Regions from separate parts of the Mus musculus genome. Here region 2 is linked to region 1. The links are chromatin contacts, called in public Hi-C maps. All regions are on one chromosome and are shown on one strand. Each heading gives the region's core, a stretch centred on a gene start, on an enhancer-like site or on the middle of the called end of the contact. The rest is flanking DNA. Distances are from core to core; before and after follow the strand shown.

The links. Hi-C and Micro-C count contacts between places; a contact is called where the count stands out from the background.
Region 2: a Hi-C map of the BV-2 cell line shows a contact between it and region 1, with 2.4 times the contacts expected there. The contact joins the enhancer-like site here to the promoter of Ttc9 in region 1. A contact is called at or near these places in 6 of 39 promoter capture datasets (the 3T3-L1 cell line, 3T3-L1-derived adipocytes, cranial neural crest and 3 more), 64 of 484 Hi-C or Micro-C datasets (B cells, the BV-2 cell line, the C2C12 cell line and 42 more), 17 of 115 datasets of contacts at active chromatin or transcription factors (bone marrow-derived macrophages, craniofacial prominence, embryonic forebrain and 6 more) and 2 of 9 other capture datasets (liver and pancreatic islet).

What each region holds. Positions count from the first base shown.
Region 1 is chr12:81,628,807-81,635,230 of GRCm38.p6, forward strand. It overlaps Ttc9 (tetratricopeptide repeat domain 9), which reads left to right and starts at 2,443. Exons shown (of 3, transcript NM_001033149.3): 1 at 2,443-2,995. The coding sequence starts at 2,599.
Region 2 is chr12:81,716,932-81,723,355 of GRCm38.p6, forward strand. It overlaps Map3k9 (mitogen-activated protein kinase kinase kinase 9), which reads right to left. Exons shown (of 11, transcript NM_001174107.1): 11 at 1-5,592. The coding sequence ends at 5,108. Among named protein-coding and RNA genes, the nearest start is that of Map3k9, 61 kb to the right of the region's middle. Within about 2 kb of position 2,955, at least 87 of the 459 cell types and tissues checked have an H3K27ac peak or open chromatin away from gene starts, as enhancers often do. A contact at or near this core is called in B cells, the BV-2 cell line, the CH12 cell line and 13 more, where this site is marked.

The DNA.
Region 1 (6,424 bases), core at 1,193-3,692:
GATTACATGGGTTTAAATACCAGGCTTGTTACTTACTGGGAGTACAACCTTGACAAGTCTCTGTAACATGCTGTGGAGGAAAAGAAATAGCCCAAATAGATTCATGGGCGTGAATGATTGGCCCATGGAGGTGGCACTATTCGGAGGTGTGGCCTTGTTGGAAGAAGTGTGTCACTGTGGAGGCAGACTTTTGAGAGCTCATATATGCTCAAGGTCCACCCAGTGTGGAGCACAGGCTCTTCCTGGTTGCCTTCAGATCAAGATAGAGAACTCTTGACTCTGTCTCCAGCAGCATGCCTACTTGCATGCCACCATGTGTCCCGCCATGATGATGATGGACTAAACTGGACTACTGAGACTGTAAGCCAGCATCAATTAAATCTTTTCTTTTATAAGAGTTGTCATGGTCAGAGTATCTCTTCACAGCAATAGAAACCCTAAGACATGTGGTATTCAAAATTGGAGTAACTACTTATTTCACTAGATTGTTATGAAGGTTACATGTATGCAAAGTGCTTAACCCAGTCCCTGGTACGATGTAAGCACCAGGTATTTGATATCTACTATTGTTCACTTCATTTAGTATTATCCACAATAGTGCATAACGTAATATAAAAAGCCGTCTGGATACAAAAACAACTGGCTCTGTACTTTAAGGTACATACCTACAATAGACTATTATATAGCCATGAGAATAAGGCATGGGGGCCCAGCTCAGCTGTGGAGCACTTGCTTGCATGAATCCCCAGGTTCAATCCCCAGAACTGCAAGAGGGAAGCACTAAAAGAATATTTAATTCCATGAAACGTGAAAGTTTAAAAAGAAGGAAACAAATTTTAAACATTGACCCATACCGCTTACATTTGTTAAGCAGAAATACAAAACTTTGAGTAAGAGTCTCCGGGTACCCCTATGTATACGCTGAGGCTTTTGTTAACAGTTTTTTATACTTTCCTAAACTTCTAGTGCAGAACAGCGGGTGTGGCCATATTATGTCAATCTTGTTAAAGTGCAACTTCTGGGTCAGTGGGCTGGCAGTCTTGCACCCGGAGCACTTCTTGCAGGCTCATCAGTGATGCTCATTCTGCTGGTCCAAAACCTGAGTAGGAAGTTTTCACAGCACTGTCTCTGAGCTCCTCTTGGAGCTACAGAAGCACCGATTGCTGGATCCAAGGCTAGGGTCCTGTTTTAGACAATCTGGACTATGTCCTTAGAGCTTGCATATAATAATTTCCAGAAGATGTTGATGCTGCGGATCTGGGAAACACCCTTTGAAAATCACATTAAGAGCATCTTTTCGTTCCCTTAATATCACTAAAAATGTATCTATCCTCTTCATTGCCTATAAACCCAAATCCAAATGCTTTATTCAGAAACCCCTGGCATCCCTCTCACTTGGAAAGCCATAAAGTCAAACCTTTAGGCCTTAAATATGTCTGAGGTGTCCAACATTACAGCTCTGAGAGCTTTCTTGCTTTGTCTGGTATTTTACTCCTTCCCTGTGCCCATCCTTTGGGGGGTCTTCAAATGTTATTACCCTGTAAGGAATTCCCAGGGCTCCACAGCGCTTTCTGTGATTGCTAGTGGGAATTGTATCTTCCAGCAGTAAACTGGGTTCTTTTGGTGTGTGTGTGGTGGGGGGGGGGGGGCTGTAACTTGCCTATTTTCATCTGCCTGTGTGTGGCTCAGCCAATCTCCTGCATACAGCTGACACTCTCACTGACAGAGGGAAAGAAAGAAGGAGCCTCCCCAGGAAGGGTGCGTAACTGTCCAGTAATGGAAACTGGAACCCTGTGCCCGCCAAGCCTGATGACCAACAGTAACAGGTGTTTCCATCTCCGCTTCTGTGATTCATTCTGCATAGCTGCGCACGCACATAGCGTAAGCACACACAGTCTCCCGGAATACAACGCCAGGCACGCAGACGTGCACCCGGTGTCCTGGGCGCCCGGGAGACACACCTCAGCGACAACCTGGATCCACAAAAGCGAGGCTCTGCCACCTAAAATAGTAATGTCTTACTGCAAACAAAACAAGCAGTGGCACCTGCTTATTTTCCTTGCTCCCTGGCGCACCTTTCTCTTTAGTCCTAAAGAAAGCTATTGAGGTGACCCCCCCCCCTCCCAGTCCTTCCCATACACACACACCCCTCCCCCATAGCTTCTTTTGGCCACGGCGCGCCTCGGAAGGCTGGATGAATGGGAACCAGGGGGCCCTCTTTGTCGCTAATCTTCCCCTCCTTTGAGCAAGCCCAGCTTCTTCCGGGTCAGCGACAATCACCACCACCCCAGTCGGGCCCGTTGTCCCCTGCACCACGGCCAGGCTCGCACAGGGTCCGGTAGCCCGCGGGGACAGGTTGCGGGAGCAGAAAAGGGCGGGGACGAGGGCGGGCGCCGAGGGAACGGGGGAGGGAGCTGGGAGGGGAGCGATCGCAGGAGGAGGGAGCTGCCTCGGGCGGCTGGCGAAAAGGATGGGAGTGCGGGGCAAGCGCGCGGCGCCCAGGGTAACGGCCGCGGCAGAGTCTGCGGGGCGCGAAGCCAGCGCTCCGCGCTTTTAAAGCCCGGATCGCGACGCGCTCTAGGCGCGGGCGGCGGCCGGATGGAGAGGAAGGGCTTGGCGGCCCGATCCTCGGGGAACCCTAGCCCGCCTGCGCTGGGTGAGGGACCGCGGCCCGTGCCGCCGCCGTGCGTCCCGAGCGGCGGAGGAGCCCCGGAGCGGGGCCAGGCTGGAACGGCGGCCGAGCCCGCGGAGCTTATCCGGCGCGCACACGAGTTCAAGAGCCAAGGGGCGCAGTGCTACAAGGACAAGAAATTCCGCGAAGCCATCGGCAAATACCACCGGGCGTTGCTGGAGCTGAAGGGATTGCTGCCGTCACAAGAGGAGCGGGACGCACGGCCAGCCTCCTCGGCAGGGGTTCCCAAATCCAGCCGCCTCTCAGAGGAGCAGAGCAAGACGGTTGAAGCCATTGAGATCGACTGTTACAACAGCCTGGCAGGTAAGCCGCGCCCCGCCGCACCCCCTCCTCTCCTTCCCCGGGCCTCCAGGGGCCCCGCCCGGCCACGCGTCCCGTCCCCAGCTTTCCCAACCTAGTCTCTCTGGATCCCAGAGCGCCGCTGAGGCACACCGCGGTGCAGACTCCCTCCCGTGACAGTGGTGCTCTGGGGAGATCTGGGAGGGAGGCGCTTGAGAAAAAGTGTGACTTTCAAGATGATGTCTTCCAAAGGCCATAGTCATCTTGAGTCTCTTCCCTTGCAAACATGGTGAATCTTGCCTATAAATGACCGGGCAGACAGAGGGCGACCCAGCGGGCCTGTCAGCGACTGCTACTGCTCACTTGGGTTCAAACTGAAGAGATAGAAGAAGCCAGAGATACCGCACAAGCCATGGGCTCTAAGGCTAGCTCATGCACCTGTCTGTCTCACTCGGGTGTCACTGGCTTTAAAGTTGACCTATGTCTTCCCTTAAGTAACCAGATGGAAACAGGCCTTCCCTCAAGTTCTCCTGCCCCAGTAGCAAAGGGGATTTTTTTTTTTTTTCAGGATGTCCTGAGTAAAATGGATTCCAAAATGCTACTTTCTTCTCTCCGGGTCTTGCTCCAGCAGTCTCAGGGCTCTGAGTTCATGGTTGGTCCTTAGCCCTGCTGAATTCTTAGTCTCCTGCCTAAGGCTCTTCTGTTGGGCTGAAGGTGTACTTCCATGGTGTGCTTTAGGGATGAGGCTAAGTGTGTGTGTGTGTGTGTGTGTGTGTGTGTGTGTGTGTGTGTGTGTGCATTATAGAAAATGTAAAGTCTGTAAAAAAGGAAAACGCTGAGGCTTTCGAAGGACTTCCTGCGAAATGTGGCAAACAGCGATATAAACAACTGCCTTACAGTGACGCAACCACCCTCTACTTTTCCCACCTAGTGTGTATGGTTTGGGGCACAGTCAAGCCTCTCTCTGTTAGAATAAAAGGCATTTCTTCATTTCTAACCTTGAAAGTTGCTTGAACTAAGTATGGCCTGTTAGGGGGTGGGGGCGGGGTGACGATGGATGCATCTGGAGGTTGAAAGACTACAACTATGGTCCATTCAGAAATGTAGATCTGCTGTGTTGGCTTTGGGCATTGAGCACCAGCTTCCCTCCGCCTTCCCATTCTGTCATGTTTGAGGTCATCTTTAGGCAAGTGCTCTACCCCTGTGCTGCCATGCCCCTATCAGGTCATCTTTACTAGGGTGAAACCCAGCCTGGGAAGACACGGTGTGAGGTAGCTTACACACGTTAAGAATTACACATGTAAACCAAGGGCAGTTACAGAGATGGTGACACTGGCCCTAGTATTACAAATAATGGCACCAGAGAAAATAATGGCACAGAAGGATGGAATAGGTGAATCCATAAAAGGATACTTGATTCCTCTGGTTTCCCGTAAGGATTTGGCCACTGCCCTGATGAACAGTTAAAGGGCAGAGCCTGTGAGGGCGGAGGAAGAGGCACTCAGGATGGCTAATGCAGTGATTTTGGAGTGGTAATGGGTGTTCTAGGACTACATTTACCCGGCCCATGAATAGCTAGCACTGCCTGCCCTCCACCCCACAAGTGGCTGTATTTCCATGGTGAAACCCAATGTATGTCCTTGGTCAGGCCTGCCTGGTCAGAGGACAGAGGTGTGGTCAATCTCTCCTTCTGTCCCTACCACACAAACACTTGGGGAAACTTCACTGGTGACAGAATGGAAATAAACCCAGAGGGCTTTCCCTTCTGCTGCCTGCTCTGGGGCTCATCACTTATGAACATTAACAATGTAGCATATGTGCAGTTAGGTACACTACATGCACTTTTGCTTTTTTGAAACAGGGTTCACTGTATAGCCCTGACTGGCCTGAAACTATGTAGACCAAGCTGGACTCGCACTCAGATATTCACCTGCCTCTTCCCTCAGAGCACTGAGATTAAAGGGGTGCACCACCATGTCCCGCTTACACTAATTTAAATATACATATGCAATCTGAAGGAAATATGGCCATTCACCTTGCAGAGGAGACTCCCAAGGCTCCAGAGCCATCCCTCTCCAAAGGCAATGCCCTGCCCATCATAGCTTGATGCAGAAAATCAGCATCATCTGGATCTCTTCTGCTACCACGTACCCAGACTCAGGTGGGCTCTCAAACGCCACATTTCAAAATTCTTTGGGATGCCCTCGGCCCTGGTAACCAGGAAGGAAAAACATACAGTGCCGTGATTCAAGGCTCTGAGAGGACTCACATAGGTTTCACATAGAATGTGAAAGATGACCAGCTGGCCAGTTCTGACAAAGTTAAAGTCCACAACCTGTGTGGACAATTCGGCACGTGACAGGAAGCCTCCACACAGAAATCACTTTGGTGAAACTTGACATTGCTGTCAAATCAGTTACCATTCTCCCAGAAGTCCCACCTAGTAGCAAATAATCCTTTCTCATGGGATTATCAAAGTAGTAGAAACCTATATAGATGTTTTCTTCTAGAAAACTGCAAAACATTTAGAGAAATGCAGAATGACGTCTAACTCCTCCACCTAAAGAGATCTGTGTTTAACCTGGTTTTACGAACACCTTTAATCCCAGCACTCAGGAGGCAGAGGCAGGAAGATCTCTGAGTCTGAGGCCAGCCTGGTCTATAGAGTAAATTCCAGGATAGCCAGGGCCACAGAGAGAAACCTTGTCTCAAAAAAACCAACCAACCAACCAACCAAACAAACAAACAAACAAACAAGAACAAAAAAAACCAAAAAAGAAATCTGTGTTGAATATGTGTATGGTATGTTGTTGTTGTTGTTGTTAGTTGTGGTGGTGGTGGTGGTGTGTGTGTGTATATATGTGTGTGTGTTTACAAAGCAAGGGTCCTTGTCCTCATATATATGTAGTCACATGTCCTGCTTTTAACCCCACTTCAAAAGAATTTATACACGTCACTAAAATATTTCATGAAGATTATTTTAAATGTAAAATAAGAAATGTAAGTGTGTCAGGCATGGCAGCACATGTCTTTAATCCCAGCACCTGGGAGGCAGATGCAGGCAGATCTCTGTAAGTTCGGGACCAGCCTGGTCTACAGAGTGAGTTCTAGGACAGCCAGGGCCACATAAAGAAACCCTGTCTCAAAAAAAAAAAAAATTAAGTGTGCATTTTCAGTTATGTTTGGATAGAAAGAAAAATGACTTGTGTTGTTTTAGTTAGGGCTAGCACAGTCCAGCCTGGCCCGTAAAATGTCCTCTCCCCTGACCGCTGGCTGGCAGGAAAGAGATGGGCAAGAACAAATTCATCCTGGCAGAAAAGCAGGTGACTTCTATTGGGGTTTTGTTGACACCTGGGCAGCCTGGTGATACGGTTCTTACAGCACTGTCTTTCCACATAAAGCCATATGTAGAGATAGAGGCTTGGCATTGGGAAAGAACTTAGAATAGCCCAG
Region 2 (6,424 bases), core at 1,705-4,204, 89 kb after region 1:
TGGGAGGTCAAAAAAAAAATTAGTAATCAAAGGCTAAACCATACTTCAATATAACTTTCTAAAATGCCAAAATTAATAAAAACATCCATGGCATGGTTGGTGCTCAGCCCTAAGGTTGTCTGTGTAGGTATGGTGGTGTGAAAGATGGCAGGAGCGAGGGCAACACAGAACTTTTGAAATTTGGTCTTGAGCGAGTACAAAGCATGCTGTATCACTTCTCAGGGGTCTTCACATGTCAGGGTTTCCCTTACAGCCATTCTGACCTGAGGGCTTCTCCCCTCCTGTCCTGGTAGGAAAGGCTGCTCTCTGAACACTAAGTCTGTGTTCTTATTTCCATCCTGGGATGCCATCTTGCTGCTACCTTCACACCTGACAACCCAAATGCCCCGGAGAGCAGTTAGCGGGTCAGTCAGAGCAGGGCAGGGCAGGGCAGGGCAGGCCTGTTTCCAAAGTCGCTCCCAGCTCAGGTCAGTACTCTCAATCCCAGGATCTTCTCTTTCCCATCTTGAGACTTGGAGAGGATGCAGGGACAAAGGCAGCAAAGAAATCAAGGACCTGAGTGCAGAGCTCAGGAGAACCCCGAACTCTGCAGTCAGTCCAGCGCTTCTCCAGCAGCTTAGGGAGGCCCAGGTGCCTCCAGGGTCCGCAACCAGAAACGGACAGAGAAGGCAGTGGGTGGGAATACCTAGAAGCAGCTCATGAAAAAAAATAAAAGAAACACACTTGGCCTGCAGACCTAACCAGGAAGCCGGGTCTGGGTTTGGCTAATTAGATATGGATTGACTACCCTTAATCAAACAAGATTCCAGCTCCTGGTTCCTGCCCTCCAACTAAGTACCAGAGATGGTGAGCCTCCAGGTATCCATGCCAGGGGAGAGTCCAAGGAGAAGGGTCTTTCTCCTTCTATATGCGGATTTTATTGCAATTTTTGAACTAGGAAAATACTGTTTTGCCATCTAGAAATGTGTTTTCAACAACTGTGTCATAACAGGAAGTCATTCTCAGGTCAAGCCAAGGACAAGTGCTATATGACTGAGCCATATGGAATAGGCAACTTTAGCCTTTGACCTCACTTTTCATCTTTCACATTCTCACTTTTCTCCACCAAGGGAAGCAGTGTTGCAAGGTGAAGCCATCTGTGTTGGAGCTGGGGCTCTGGCTCCACACATTTAAGAGACAGGACCTTGTTATGTTGCCCCAGACTGACATCACACCCCAGGCTAAAGCAATTGCCCTGCCTCAGCCTCCTGTGTAGCTGGGCTTCTAGGAATGCACCCCGGAACCTAGCTAAGATGGTAGGTTTTAAAGTTAGGGCCTTAAGCAGAGAAGTGGACATCACCCCCAGCTCACGGGAGGCCTTCTGAGGGTCACACATCGGCAAACTTCGGCTTGAAAATGGACAGGTGAAGTCGCCAGGTTCTTGCCACCACAACTCCCTGAGGGCCACTCTTACCTCTACCTCAATTCCAGTCTACACAAGTCCTTAGAGGAAGTTCAGTACTTCACCAACACTAGGACATGCCTCTTTCCCAGGCCTTCTAGAGGCAGACATGTGTGCTTCTGACCTGTCGGATCTCGCAATTACACACCCATCCAAAGGCACATGATCAAATAAACATGATTAAAAGTCGGGGGCTCTACACCCGTGGTGGAGCACCCCTGGACACTTACATCCGGAGGTGTCCACTCACAGCCACAGCCTTTAGGGCCCATTGTTCTTTACTCTGTTCAGAGCTTGATATTGGTAGGCCCTTGCTTAGCAAGTGGGAGATGCAGCTATGGGGGTTGGGGTGGGGTAGCAGAGGAAAGAAGAGAATGCACAGAAGACATGAACTTCATGAGTTAAGAATGGTCCTTCTCATGGGGCAACAGCATGGAGCCAGGATTGGGTCTAGACACCCTGCAAAGTCTTGTGTCCCTGAGCAACAGCCTGAGGGTAAAGGGATTCTATTAGGAGTATTACCCTTTGTCACATGATGTTCCATGCCTAGGGACCCTTTTCCTAACAATTATTCCAGAACTGACCTGATTTCGATTCCTAGCAAGTTATGACCCTAGGGATGATCCTCAAAAACCAGAGGCCACCCAGCCCCCGTTTCCTCAGTAAGACACCAATGGTAAGGACATCCAGCTGACCAGGTTAAGTGGGGGAGGGAGTTAGGAAATGATCATGTAGTCACCTGGGCTACATGAAGTGGTGGGAGAGCATGCGCCTGGCCTGGGTGCCCATTAATCATGTTCAACCAATTCCACATCACTCATCTTCCAGAAGCCAAAGGATAAAACTAAGGCAAGATGCCCTGAGGCAAAGATGGTGAGCCATGCTGTCAGCTTCAGCACATTCATCGTGCAGGGGAAGGAGCTGGCCCTCGAGCTGGCAGGGAGCCACAATGTCTCAATGCCCTTGCAAGGGAAGTGTATGATAAAGGCTTTTAGAAGGAAACCTGAGAGGGATCAAGACACAGGACAAGAGTCATGCAAGAAAAGAGGAACCGAGGAGGCGGGCCGGGCTCAGAGCTCTGGCCAGACACAACCATCCAAACAGCATCTGTCTGTCTGTCTGTCTTCCTGTTTTTGAGACAAGTGTATTGAATGTGAGGAAAATAATGTCACTTTTCTTTTAAGGTCAGAAGGGAAAACATCCCTGTTCTGAGTTGTTCAAATGTAGGTGATCGTTATTATGATGCCTACAAGGTCACAGGGATGTCAAAGAACACCACGTGAAGAGCATCCACGACAGCTTCCCGGAAATAGCTGGAAGTGGCGATGGAGGCATCTCCTCAGTTCCCAGCAACAGCCTGGGTCTCTAAGGATAAGCACTGGCAAGTGAAGGCATGAGAAGACTCACAGAAAAGAGCAGTATCCAATCCTGCTAGCAGCCTGAAGGTAGCGGACACATGTTCCGAGCAGACAGCCATGTCTTTGAGGAAAGGGAAGTGAAAGGGGGAAGCTACTGTCACTTAAGTGGGTATATTCACAGCTACCAAGCCTCGTCCTAACCATGACCACAGATATGGGAACCTATGTCACACAAATGGTAACTTCTTAACACTTGCCCCATCTCTAGGCTCGCTCGCACGGAAGAGTGGCAGGCAGTGGGCCAGCACTGCACAGGTTTGTCGGAGCTCAACAAGACCCCTCCCCCCACACTAACCCACGCTAACTCACTGCAGCAGTATACATGTCTCTCAGGTACGATCATCTCTTTAGCAAGGCCTTCCTCTGTCGGAATGTTGGGTGGAGATGGGCTAGATCCCACCTGTCACTCAATGGCCTGTAGCAGCCACTCAGTGTACACTGCATCTGTAACTATGCCTTTCCTGGAGAGATGGCTACAGTCAAGCCCTGCTTGGGGCTGGAGCACAGGCTGGAGCCAGCTGCAGCCTACCCTAAAGCTTTAATGCAGGCAAGGTGTGCAGATGGAGCAGTGGAGCATCATCACTGGGTTGGCTGGGACAATGGGGTTCACGAGCTCCCCTCTTCAATCTGAGGGGTTAGAGTATGGGGGGCAAAGTTAACCTCTTCCATTCTCACTTCACAGAACCAAGAGGGAAGATCAGATATTATAGCAAAACTCTGGCTGACATGGTCAGCACCGATCCCCTGTCTGAAACTGGGGGTGCAGGGTGGAGACAAAGGGCAAATGAACTCATAAAGAACTTGTGGGAACCAACGTCATCTCATATGTTCTTCACAGAGAAACAGCACTGATGAAATCTGTCACCTGCACCATGAGTACCGACCGCTCTAACCCTCTGGGCATCCAGGCGGCAAACACAAGAGAGCCAGTAGACAGACTCCAACACCACTGGGGACTGTAACCTCAACCAAGTTGTTACTGTCACCCACAACACCGGGGGCTCAGAGGGAATGGACAGCAAAGAAAATGGGTGAAAACACTTTGAAGCTCCATATTCAAGTTTAAGAAACAAATATTAAATACGTCAGCACTAGCCTCTCTGGTCTCTTGCTACCCAGCTCATGGTGCAGGACCCAACACAAAGGCTCTCTGTGTATAGAGACAGAGATGGTGTGAGCGCCTCAGGAACTGTATCATGCTACTGCCTCACGGCACCCAAACATTACTAAGGGTTCCGTTTACTTCAGGGACATCACAAAATGGACAGTCCAATGAAGAAATCCCCATAGTTCCATACCTCATGGTCCAGGACCCAGCCCCATATGCTATTGACATAATTCAGGTGTCTCTGCGAATCACATATGACCTAAAGCCCAGGAACCGGAGGGAGGAATGGAAGCTCAACAAGACAGAGAAATGCAGGCATTGTTCCTGACTTCAGAACTGGGGTCAGTGAGTGTGTCTTTCAAACAGATAGTCCTGAGATGAATCTGCTTATATTCAAATCTGGTGTAAGCATGATCTGAACCCACGCCACGCCATAGGTGCTGATTTCTGCCTTTGTTTCTAAAACTTAAACCCAAACCAAACCAAGGCCTGACTCTACCTCCCCACGCAGCCTGACTAAACCGTTCCTGACTGCCTCCTCTCCTCTCCTCCTCCTCTGAACTCTCAGTTCCCACTGAGATTTGCACAGGTAGGCAGTACCTGATCTGTCAAGCCCTCTGGCCTTCATAAGGCCAGCCTATCCCCATCAGCTGGCACGGGACGACTTAGGACACGAGACACTCATCAAATACCAAAGGTGACACTGAGTTGTGGGAAGAGTGGACGATAAGTCAGATCACAGAACATCAGTACAGATGTGTGAACAGGTAGGACTCAGGGCTGACAAAGGGAACCCAGGACAGCTATGGCTGGCTGAGGAGGAGAGGCAGTAGACGGATTTGGCTGAATGACTCTGTAGTGTCACCCTAAAAGGAAAGGAAGACCGGAGGGTGGGGACATATGTGCACACCCCTCTCTATACAGTCAGAGCTGACACAGCCCCTCTAGTGAACATGGAGAAAAAATCCTGCAGGGCAGGAGACCCTCCGAAGTGGCCCTGCTCCCACCCCTTCCATCTTCAAAGTGCATTCTCAGTGCAAGGAGGAGGTCTGGATCCCAGGGGGCCTGAGACCGGGCTGTGCCAGCCAGCTCCCTCGGCCTCCTCCGTCTTCTCCCTTGCCCACCCTGGCCTTTTTTATACTAAGACCAGAACTCCTGTTGGATCTCATATGGGGAAGGCCCGTGTGCATTCAGCTCAGCTCTGCATAGGGGCACAGTGCTATCCTGGCTCTGCCCCTCAGCATCCAGGTCCAAAAGTGTCCGTTCAGCAGGGAGCAGTGGTCCTGCCTGTAAAGGGAGCAGGGCTGGAAGTCCAGGCCGCTCTTCCACAGTGCTGCTGCTGCTGGCAAAGCAGGAGTCCAGGTTGCTGGGTGTTTCTGTGCTGGAGCTGTTAGCTGGGGAGGCGCTGCGGGCATGGCTGGGAGACACAAACCACCAAGGGTCCAGTCGCTGCCGGTTGGCAGAAGGACGCGGTCGAGGCAGAAACTCCAGGGTCTTGGGTCTCTCTAAGGTAGAGTCTCGCTGGGTGTTCCAGCGCCTTGGAGTTGGGGGAAAGACCACATTGGGGTCAGGGAGACGGGGAAATTCACCTGGGTCTCGGCTGGGACTGGGAGTTTTCAACATGCCTGGTCAGAGAGACAATGGGAAAGACATCAGATGATGGCACCATTATTTCCAGCTGAGACACGACCTTCCCCATACTTCCATATGCCTAGGCACGTGGGACAAATGTTTACAGAACTCACACTGTGTCAAGTAGTGTGCAGGGAGGTGCTGGGGATATAGCAGTGAATAGAAACAAAGTGGCCTTGGGTGAAGTAATAGTAACTAATTTAAAGCAGATGTTGGGAAAGGATCCTTAAGGTGGTCCCTTATGTTTGTAAATAAAGTTTTACTGAGACACATTTTTGATACACTCTGTAGCTGCTTTGTATCTCCAGCAGTATAGCTGAGTAGTTAGAGAGAAGAGAGACAGAGACAGACAAACACAGATACACAGAGAGAGACACACACAGGGGGGAGAGAGAGAGAGAGAGAGAGAGAGAAGGGAGGGAGGGAGGGAAGGAGGGAGGGGAGGGGAGGGGAGGGGAGGAAGAAAGAAAGGGAGGAAGGAAGGAAGGAAGGAAGGAAGGAAGGAAGGAAGAAAGAAAGAAAGAAAGAAAGAAAGAAAGAAAGAAAGAAAGAAAGAAAGAAAGAAAGAAAGATCCCAAAGTATTCACCATCTTGTCCTTTCCTAAAACAGTTTGCTGACCCTTGATTTAAGGGGATGACTGTTGTTCAGTGTTCATCTACATAATAGCCATGTGGCAGGAAACGATTCCTGCCATCTCTATTCCCAGACAGGTCACAGACCATGTAAGAGACAGGCCTACAGGGGGAAGACTCCCACAAAGGTGTGAGACAACTGTTGCACACACGGCAATCTCAATCTCGCCAAAAGGGCGCGAGCATCTCTGC